Linked DNA regions of Hordeum vulgare: region 2 is linked to region 1. Evidence: chromatin contacts called from public Hi-C data. All regions are on one chromosome and are shown on one strand. The core of a region is the stretch at or near the end of the contact, and the rest is flanking DNA. Distances in the headings are between cores, read along the strand shown.

Region 1 (5,540 bases), core at 1,183-3,682:
CGGAGGACTAGGAGTGAACGAGGGTCTTTGGAGGGAAGCTTGTGACCGAAGTGTGAGGCGGAGGTCCACACGCTCAATCTGCATTGGACTACCGTGTGATACGACATGTCCACGTCTACCATGTGATACGATATGACCAACTTTTAGAGTAGACAAGTATATTATAAACTATAGGGCAAAACTATGTTTTCGGCAAAGAGCCTTGAACCCCACCAGCCAAAGAGCATGTAGGTGATCATGTTTCCATTAACTGTGGACTTGCCAATATATTCAATCTATTGACCCTAGTGGTTGCAAGGAGTGACTTTCATAGGGTTTGGTTCCTCCACTCGACATGCTTCCCCGTGGCATTGATGGATCTTACCAAGACATCTATCGTAGATTTGCTTTCGTTTCTCCTTGTTATGAACTTTGTTTGCTTATTGTAGGACTATGTATTTGACTAGCCTATGGCTAGAGTTTGTAAGACTGTTTGCTTTCTAGATGATGCGATGTAATAAAAGACGCATTTGTGTATGATACAACATGGTTACCGTGTATGCCAACGATTAGATCCAGGGGTTGGCATAGAGACACATGGAGACCGTATGCCGAAAAAGGTAGGTTGTTACACCCTTGCTCCATTCCTCTCTCTCTTTCATCTCCCTTACTTGTGGTTCTTCTCTATCCTCTATGGAGCATCGTCGCCGTGTAGCTTGCTCCGACTTCTCTCCGCATGTATGTGCATGGGAGATGAATGAGGAGAAGAGTGGGGATAAGTGTGTGGGGAGAGAGGTCGGGGTGTGGATTAGGAAGTCAACGCCAGATTTGCTAGTCTTTCCTTTGTTTGGTTCGACTGTCTACGTAGTGTGCTTTTAGATGCATGCGGTTCAATGACCAATGTTGAAATCGATGCCAGATTTTAACAATTGAGTATATTACATGACACTTGGATTAGGCAGATTTTTTTAGTGTGCACACCCTTCATTTAATTCATGGGTCCGTCACTGAGCGTATATACATGTTTGTGAGTGTCTCCATCTGTATTATATGTTTTTTAAAAACTATTATTTCTCAATGAAACCACATCCATTGATAATTATAAGGTAAGCATGGCAAATTATATAACTAACATCACCCGAAAATGCCAAATGGAGACCGTGCTCCACGAAGGCCTTAATTTGGAAACTTTAAAATTCAAACTCTTCTTTTAAAAAATTCTGAAAAATATATGTGTAACTAGATTCATGATGTACATGTGTGTAAATTTCAGGTCGAAACAAGTTAAAATGTGAGGTACAAAAAAAAACAAATTTGGGCTTTTAGCATATGTATTGTTCATCTTTAAATATCATGCTTTTTTGGGGGCAGCTCGAAATTCAAGGTATCTCATAATAAAATTGTACACACATACACATCGCATTCTTGTATACATGTTTATTTTTTTCATAACTTTTAAAACATAAATTTTGAATTTTGTTATTGTCAAAATTAAGGTCTTCATGATGCTCTGTCTCCAAATGCCCTACTCGACATCACCTACCTATATGATTAGCGGTGGATGAGGGTGAAGCTCATGTATGAGTTATTTTGTCCAATTATCCGGTTTCTTTAAACTGCTTACAAATTTTCAACGTGTTGGAAAATGAAGATGAACCCGGGTGCTCCTATCTAGGAGTACTATAGCTTTGAGCAACTTTCCATGGACATGAACGGAGCACCCCGCACCATCATGGCCCAAGTGAGTTCGCCGGGGGAGCATAGCGTTTAGCAGGGTTTGATCATCAATGGGGAGGCAAAACAAAGGGGCCGCTCTCGAACCATTTCGTTTTCTTCTCCGAAGTCAAAAAAGAGAGTCAGATTTGCGATGTCAAGGAGGAAAGCAAGAAAAACAAGAACCCCAGTAAATATTCAATTTTCTTGTTCAGTTTGCGCCAAGATCGTGGTTCCTAATCAGCTGTCCCTTTTTCCGGTTAAAGAGCTTCTCGACATAGTTTCTTCCCCCAGAGCTTCTACATTCATATATACAGTACTTTTCTGCGAGCGGTCGTTTTCGCCCATGGGATTGAACAACATTTGGGTCCAAACCAAACATGCTTTCTTGGAAAATCGGGCTGCCTTTTCTGAAAGGAATAAAAAACGCAGAGACCGGCCTGCATTTTTCTACTGTAATTCCAGTTCCTTTTAGAGACGATTGCGGTCTAATTTGTTTACACCGAATAATTGTGGATTAGTATATCGGCATGGAAGTGAGGCTAATTTGACCGTGTCATGATGGAATTGTAGTCTCACCCGACTAACCAACGACAGTATCTAGGATCCTGTCACCCCTAGTACGTACAGTACCACGTAGCTGGCCCAGCCCAGCAGGTAGCTTAGTAAATCTCATCTCTCGTGTGGAGTTAAAAACGGCAAGTTTATCTGCGGCTTTCCCATTGATCTAATCTACAATCTACAACTAAAGCCTCATCATCCCCACCCCCTCCTCCTTGGCTCCTTCCCATCTCTCTCTCTCTCTCTGCCCACACACACCATGTGTGCCCACATTTCCCTAAATAGGCCGCTCGCTCCCGCGCCGATCCTCTCCTCCTCCCCGCCCCCCTGCCCCTCCTCACTCCCCATCCACTCCTCCTAGCAGCGCGAGCGCGAGCGCGCCGGCGAGCCAGCAGCTGCCTCCCGGGCGGCGCGGAGCGGGTGCTTTCTTGCGCTGCTTCCGAGGCCGGAGCGAGCCGGAGATAGCTAGGATGATGGGCGCCAGGGCAAACGCCAGCGCCAACGCGGCCGACTGCGGGGAGTACGCGGAGCTCGACCCCACCGGCCGGTACGGAAGGGTACGGCGCCACCCCCACCACCACCAACAACCTCCCTCCCCCTGCTCCCCTCCTCCTCCTGCGGCCGTTTCTCGATACGTTACCCTGCCATGCCAGATCGCTGATCCGTTTGCTCCATGCTTCTTGCAGTATAACGACGTCCTCGGCAAGGGCGCGTCCAAGACCGTGTAAGATCCGCCGTCCTCTGCTCGCTCGCTCGCTGCTTGCTGTCGCTTCTTTCTTGTCCGCCTCGCGCCGCCCGAGCTGACTGCTGACGACGAGCGCCTGGTCTGGTTTCAGGTACCGGGCGTTCGACGAGTACCAGGGGATGGAGGTGGCGTGGAACCAGGTGAAGCTCTACGATTTCCTCCAGTGCCCCGATGACCTGGAGCGCCTCTACTGCGAGATCCACCTCCTCAAGACGCTCAAGCACAAGAACATCATGAAGTTCTACACCTCCTGGGTCGACGTCTCCGCCCGCCACATCAACTTCATCACCGAGATGTTCACCTCCGGCACCCTCCGCCAGTAAGCCGCACCAATCTCATCTAACTCTCTTTAATGCTCAATAAAGTTGTATCCTTGTACGCTCAATCTAAAGGAAATCTCCTTTTTTTCTGCCCAATTCTAGAAAGAAAGTAGTAGTAGTACGTATCTTCTGTTCTGTATGCCTAATTGATTGCTTGTGATTTGCTGGTGATTAGGTACAGGCAGAAGCACAGGAAGGTGAATATATGGGCGGTCAAGGACTGGTGCCGGCAGATCCTCAGCGGCCTGCTGTACCTACACAGCCACAATCCACCCATCATCCACCGGGACCTCAAGTGTGACAACATCTTCGTCAATGGTAACCAGGGTGAGGTCAAGATCGGCGACCTCGGCCTGGCCGCCATCCTCCGCAAGTCCCATGCTGTTCACTGCGTAGGTAAGCTTCGGCCGATTAGCTACCTAGCATGGAAAAATGGTGTTTTACGGTCCCAAATGATGATGGTTCTGTGGAAATTTGATGAGATTGGCGTGTCCGATTGTTTGGGCAGGTACGCCGGAGTTCATGGCGCCGGAGGTGTATGCCGAGGAATACAACGAGCTGGTGGACATATACTCCTTCGGCATGTGCGTGCTTGAGATGGTCACCTTTGAGTACCCGTATAGCGAATGCACGCACCCGGTGCAGATCTACAAGAGAGTGATCTCTGTAAGGAGTGCCTCTTGGATATTTTTTTAGCCATTTGCAGCTCTTGTGATTCTGGTGTGTGGTTAGTTGGAAATTGTTTTACTGATGTCATCTAGTGGTTTGGTTGGTAGGGTACTATGCCTGAAGCTTTGTACAAGGTGAAAGATCCAATGGTGAGGCAATTTGTCGAGAAATGCCTGACCACTGCTTCCCAGAGGCTCACGGCAAGAGAGCTGCTCAATGACCCTTTCCTGCGCATTGATGGCATGGCTCTATGTCCTGGGGATGGGGATTACACCCTGTTGAACAATTACCTTCGGCAGCCCTACTTAAGTGATGCTTATAGTAATGGGTCCGTGATGAGCAATGGGTTCTCAGAAAGCATTGACGAAGGTGCACCAATGGAAGATAGATGGGAGTGTGAAGATGATGACACTAAAGCCGATGGCATTGATCTGTTCAACGGGCACGAAGATGAGCCTCTTGGCACTGTGGACATCGCAATCAAAGGGAGAAAAAGTGAGGATGGAGGAATCTTCCTCAGACTACGAATCACAGATGATGATGGTAACATGCAATATATGATGCCTAAACTCTTTGGTTGAATTCATTGTGTGAAAATGTTAATTCAGATAATTTGTGAAAACTAATTTCTCATATTTGCAGGTCGGGTACGCAACATCTATTTTCCGTTCGATGTTGAGGCTGATACTGCATTAAGTGTGGCAACTGAGATGATTGGTGAGCTGGATATAACTGACCATGAGGTTACTCGTATCGCTGAGATGATCGATGGCGAGCTTAGTGCATTGGTGCCAGATTGGATGGCTGGTCCAGGCATAGAGGAAGTTCCAGACGCTGCATACTGCCATAACTGTGGTTCCAATGTGTCATCATGTGGTTCGCTTTTTGACTACATGTCCTCGGCTTCCCGTGGTTGCCGATGTGCAGAATTGCATGGGAGGTTTGAAGAGATCACATTCCAAGCTGCCGATGAAGAGCAATCTGGTTTGCATGACTCAGGGGGCAGCTCTGATGATGGAGGAGCTCGAAAAGAGCAGCATGTCAAAGACAAGGAGCCCGTACGCCTGAATGGGTTTCCAAAGATGGGTAGAAGAGGTCTTTCTGACCGGCTTTGCTTCAGTTCTTTCCAGGAGCGATCGTGCCCAACCGATAACTATGAGAGCGATACCGATCATCAGTCGAAGGGGTTCGACATAAAGCATGAAGTGAAGATGGCCAAGTACAAAGCGCGGAAAATGGCACACTTGAAGAGAGCCATTCATCCATCACTGGACTTCGACAACTCCACCAATGGAGCAAGCAGGACGAAGCCTACACTGAGCAAGCTGGAGTCTTTCCATGTTGGTAAGCACCACAATTTCCGTGTACCGACCTGCCAGCGAAGCCCCGGCACAGCAATCAGCCCTGGCACAGCAAGGACCGATCAGCATCCAGGCATGAGTAACCAAGCGTGTCCGAGCCCGGGAGCCCAAAGGGCCCTGCGCACCGAGAGCAGCCCGGACTGCATGTTCACAGCCAGAAACTATTATACCGGAGCTCAGTTGCCACCGAAC
Region 2 (5,540 bases), core at 2,267-4,766, 150 kb before region 1:
GACTTGAGTCATAGGAAAATCCGTACTATCAAGAGGGGATCCGCATTTGGAAAGGTTGGGGGAACTATCACGTACACATTTGCACCCCTCCGTTTCCCGACACTTTGGAGCCCCTCTTCTGCCCAAAAGAACAATGCGCAGCTAAAAGAACAAGGTATGATCGTACAACCGGACTGGTCTTCTATAGCGAACCGGAATTAGATACTGTAGTGTACATCTTAAATAATATATTTTGAGAAAAATGCGTACATTTTTTGAATTTCTGAACATATTTTTGTAGAGAGGAACATATTTTTAGACATGTGAACAAAAAAAATTGAAATTGGGGAAAATGATTTGGAAAAAAAGCAAACCATTTTTTGAAGTTTTGAACAAATTATGAAATTTCGAAAAAAAATTAAACACAAACATTTTTTGAATTTTTGAAAAATAGAACATTTGATGAAATTCTCAAGAAATATAAACAACGAACATATTTTGAATTTGTGGAAAAAATTAAAAAATGGAACATTTCAAGTAATATCTAACAAAATTTTGGAACTATGAATATATTTTGAAATTCTTGAACACTTATTGAAACGCAAGCAAAATTTTTAATTTCTAAACAAATTTTTGAGCAAAATAGTCATTATTTTTGAAACACAAACATTTTTTAAAATTTTGGTTCAGTTTTCCATTAAATTTCCCTGTTTTCAATTTTTTCTCAAAATGCAAAGAAGTTTAGAATTTCAAATTCCCAAAAAAACGATTTTTTCAATTTTCTTCATAAATTATTATAATTCTTCAGTAATTTCAAAAATGCCCCTGTTTCCAAAATCTGCAAACAAATGTTTAAGAAAACAGAAACGTTTTCTGAAAACAAGAACTTTTTTTGCAAAGAGTGACCAATTGTTTTGAATGGGGAACATTTTTTGGAAGTCCAGAATAAAAGTTGGAGACACGGTATTTTGAAACTTTCAAACAAAATTTAAAAACACATTTTTTTGAAAAATAGTGAATTTTTTTCTTTATAAATGAAAAAATGTTTTAAAATGTGGACATTCTATAAAAACAAATTTGTGATTCTGTTTTCAATTACCGAACATTTTTCTAAACAAAGTGAACAAATTTGGAAATTCTGTTTTTGTATGAAATCTATGAACAAAGTTTGAAAACACGAACATTTTTGTTTAAAATCAACATTTTTTTCTAAAATGCGAACATTTTTTAAGTAAAGAAAAATAAATTTGAGAAAAAAAGCAGAAATAAAAAAGTAAAAAGTAAAAATAAAAGAGAAACAGAACAGGAAAAATCCGGCCCAGGAACTTTCTAGAAGTTTCCCAAAACACACAAAAAAAACAGCTGAAAACCTATAGAAGTATTCCAAAACCGAGAAAATTAAAAACGTTTTGGTGGGCCGGCCCAATCTAAAATGATCGCTCGATCGCCTTAGCAATTGGTGGACAGTTTAACGCAGCGAGCATCAAATAAGATTTTTCCGGATAACCATGGCCTCGTCATCTCTGTTGTTGGGATAGCGAAGCAGTGAGCTCCTGTTTTCCTTCCAAAAGATCAAATGCGCATGAATGAATCAACTGGTCATCTAATCGCTCGGGGCTCCCCATGTGCGATCTCTCGTCCGCTTCCCTCGCACAGAACCCCACCGACCGCACTCATTGACTACAGGTCCATCTCACAAATGACCCCCCCTAGGCAGCCACACCACCACCCACGCACCGGAATCAAGCTCGGGAGGCACGGAAAAAAAATCCAAGGTCAAATTAGGATTGAGCGAGAAACACTTTGATAAGGAGGCTGTCGGAATTTACAACTGCCGCATGCTCACTAGGCGATTCTATCTTAATATGAATACACAAAGATTTCATAGCACAGTATCCCTGAAATAAGAATATGATTATTATTTTTTTGCGATGGAAATAAGAACATGACTTGGGCTAAGTGCACCTATGCGAACTCTGGATATTCGGAGGTACTACATGTCTTTGTCCGAGGATCTATGAACGCTAATTTTCTTCCATTTTTAAGTCCAAAAGACGGAAAATGAGGCCACATTGTCCCGCTCGAACATTTTATCGACAGAGGCTGGTTTTATTGAGTCCAACCAAAGGTCAAAGAATATTAAATTAAGCTCGGGCTTCTCAAATAAGGCTAGCCATAATGAGAGTAATTAAGGTAGTATCATGTATTTGAGACTAACAGAAATGCTGATGTGACAGATAATTAAAAAAAAGGTTAGAGTAACATAGATAGATACCGTAACATGTTACTCCCTCCGTTCCTAAATATAAGTCTTTCTAGAGATTCCACTAGTAGACTACATACGGATGTATATAGACACATTTTAGAGTGTAGATTCATTCATTTTGCTCTGTATGTAGACTCCTAGTGAAATCTCTTAAAAGACTTATATTTAGGAACGGAGTGAGTAAATGCTATGCTACTATGTGTTATGCATGTCAATAAATAAGGTCATCTATGATACTACATTATGATACTATGCACTATGAAGGTAGTATCATACAATAGTATCATATGCATGATATTACTATATGATACTCCTCACTATGACTAGCCTAAAACTTGTTGTCAATCTAGGCTTGCTGATGTAGGATTGCATGGTTTTAATCACTAAAATGAAACTGTACGAACACCTATGACATATAGTACTACCTCCGTCACAGTTTATAAGACACACACGTATACTTAGGTCGTCAATTTAACTTACTCCCTCCTTTCCGGTTTATAGGGTTTAAATCTGAAATCTCATCAACCAAGGTGAATTGTAAGTGGATGACACTAGTTTTAACTATCCAATTAAATACTTTTCACATATTCAATTTTCAAGGCAATAAATGTACCATCTTCCTTCTCATTGGACTTGGATAGTGGATGTAGAAAACGATGTATGCATAGCCACTCATCTTCTTTCTCTAAACTCTATGTATTAAATATGGCGTGTGACTCAAAACATTTTAACTCAATTAGACTCAAAATGAGCTTAATATAATGAAAATATGAAAATTTTGAAATGACCCTATAAACCGGAAAGGAGGAAGTATATAAAATCTATTATTTAATATAAAAATTATATCATTAGAAAATAAAACATCTATAGTTATAATAATATATTTTTATAATATATATTTATCATTAAGTTGAAGAAATTGACGATCTATATATCCGTGTCGGACTTATAAACTAAGACGGAGGGAGTAGTAGTAATCTACCAGCATCATCTCTAGAGAATCGCCATTCGCCGGTCATCAAAAGATTAAAGCTAAGTCTCGCCATCGACGAACGCACATACAGTACATACCTTACTTCAACAGCCACGTGGAAATTTTTATAGCCGTCTCTGGCCGGCCGGATCGATGCCGGTAGCCGAGGAGGGAAAGAGGCAGCGCAGCGTGCAAAAGCCGCACTGATCCTGGTGGCTGCCCGGGATGGGACTACCGTACAAGGCTCCGGTTCCGTACGGGGCTGAGGCCGCGTGGGTACCTGGCAGGAGTGGTGGCTGTTGTCGGCGAGCGCCATGTGGGCTGCCTCACACACCGGCTGTATTAGAAGAGCATCTATAATCACGAGTTGCTAATTTGGACTACTAGACTTCCGCGGACGCGCATCCCGGACGGTGTGAGCTCTTAGACCAACTACACCGCACGACCCAAACGGACGTTTGGTTTAGCCGGATTTTGTCCGTTTGCGATGGTAATGAATTCGCCCATGTCCGTCTGTGTCCGTTGGACCGTGCATGCGTCCACCGCGCGGCCGCATCTTAAATCATGTCCGCGTTGGACTTGATTAAAAAATTAAGAAAACTCAACTAAAATAAATAAACGCAGTTAAAAAACCTAAAACATAACAACATTAACATTAAAAACGGCTCAGTTTTCACGGCCACAAAACGGCCCAGTTTGACATAATTGACATAAAAAAAAGAAGTCCGTCGTTGCCGTTGTCGTCGCCGTCTTCACTTGCCGCCGGTGTCGTCGTCGTCACCGTCGCTCACGAGATCGACGTAGGCCGCGACATCCAGAGGTGGGCCGACAGTCCCTGGTGCGCGGGGGCGGGCTGGAAGCTGGCCTGCAGCATCTCCTCCCGTGGCGAGGCGTCCCGCTCCTATGACCGCGGCGGCGTGGGGCACCAGTTCACGGTCCCCACTGCCTGCGCCATCTCTGGCGCGGTGCACGGCCACCCCCATGACGCGCCCACCAGTTCCGGAGGGAACGTGGCCACCTCCTCCTCCTCCATCTGCTCGGGGATGGCGACGTCGCCGGCCCTAGAGAGGGCCATGGCGCGGTCCAGGCCCGGCCTTTGGCGCTCATCATGCGTCGTCATGGAGTCCTCCCTCACGCGCTGCATGAGCCGGGCCTCCTCCTCCCCCGTCATGCGAGGAGGTGGAGGTGCTGACTTAGACGGGGAAGGCGACGACATGAGCGTGAGGCCGCGTACCCGTGTACGCCCGCGCACCTCCGGTGCCCGCCGCGGCCCCGAGACCGTGCCGGCGAAGTTGGAGGCACGCCGCACGTCGTGCTCGTCACTGAGCCAGGTGTCCCAGAGGGTGGAGTCGGCGGAGTACCTTTCGTCGTAGTAGAGGTCATCGGGGAGGAGGTGGCGGCGCTCGATCTCCTCGCGGCGCGCACGACCGCTCGTCGGCACCGCCGGGATAGGGACGTGATCGGCGGAGAGGTGCCACGCGTGGGGGACGTGGATGTCGCTCCACGAGACCGGCGTCCTCGTCTCCTAGTAGTGCTGGCATACCTCAACGCTGAGGTACTGCTGGTCGCGATGGCCGACGGGCCTAGGAGCGATGGTCAAGGGAGCGTTGGCCTGGCGTGGTGGCAATGCGCCCTCCTCCTTCACGGAGCCGCGGCGGCGTCCCGACGAGGAGCCAACCTCACGGTCGTGGGTGCCCTTGCGGCCGTAGTTCCACAGGCCCATGGCTGCTGCGAGGTGGGTGATACGTCTCCAACGTATCTATAATTTTTGATGGTTTCATGCTATTATCTTGTCAAACTTTGGATGTTTTGCATGCCTTTTATTTATTTTCTGGGACTAACTTATTAATTCAGTGCCAAGTTCCAGTTCCTTTTTTCCATGTTTTTGACCCCTTTCAGATGAGATTTTGAAACGGAGTCCAAACGGAAGAAAATCTCCGAAAAGATTTTTTCTGGAACGGAAGAAGATCGGAGAGCTTGGGGCCCAAGCCAGAAGAGCCCAGGGGCCCCACAAGCCCCCACCCCGCGGCCAGGGGGGCCGCGCCATGCATGCTTGTGGGCCCCCCTGGAGGTCCCCGGACCTAGATCTTGCGCCTATAAATTCCCAAATATTCCCAAAAAAATCACAGGACGATCGCAATCACTTTTCCGCCGCCGCAAGCTTCTGTCTCCGCAAGATCCCGTCTGGGCACGTCCTGGTGCCCTGCCGGAGGGGGATTCGGACACGGAAGGCTTCTCCATCAACACCATGACCTCTCCGATGATGCGTGAGTAGTTCACCATAGACCTACGGGTCCATAGCTGGTAACTAGATGGCTTCTT

Evidence for each region. A called contact is a pair of places that touch in the nucleus more often than the background predicts.
Region 2: a contact with region 1 is called in a Hi-C map of seedling, with 5 times the contacts expected there. The contact joins the enhancer-like site here to the promoter of LOC123425610 in region 1. A contact is called at or near these places in 4 of 6 Hi-C or Micro-C datasets (leaf and seedling) and 1 of 1 datasets of contacts at active chromatin or transcription factors (embryo).

Annotation. Positions count from the first base shown.
Region 1 is chr2H:148,697,523-148,703,062 of MorexV3_pseudomolecules_assembly, reverse strand. It overlaps LOC123425610 (probable serine/threonine-protein kinase WNK1), which reads left to right and starts at 2,432. Exons shown (of 7, transcript XM_045109304.1): 1 at 2,432-2,810; 2 at 2,940-2,977; 3 at 3,090-3,317; 4 at 3,494-3,714; 5 at 3,827-3,984; 6 at 4,095-4,530; 7 at 4,630-5,540. The coding sequence starts at 2,724.
Region 2 is chr2H:148,847,112-148,852,651 of MorexV3_pseudomolecules_assembly, reverse strand. No RefSeq gene overlaps it. Among protein-coding and RNA genes, the nearest start is that of LOC123425610, 150 kb to the right of the region's middle. Within about 2 kb of position 3,516, at least 3 of the 3 cell types and tissues checked have open chromatin away from gene starts, as enhancers often do. A contact at or near this core is called in leaf and seedling, where this site is marked.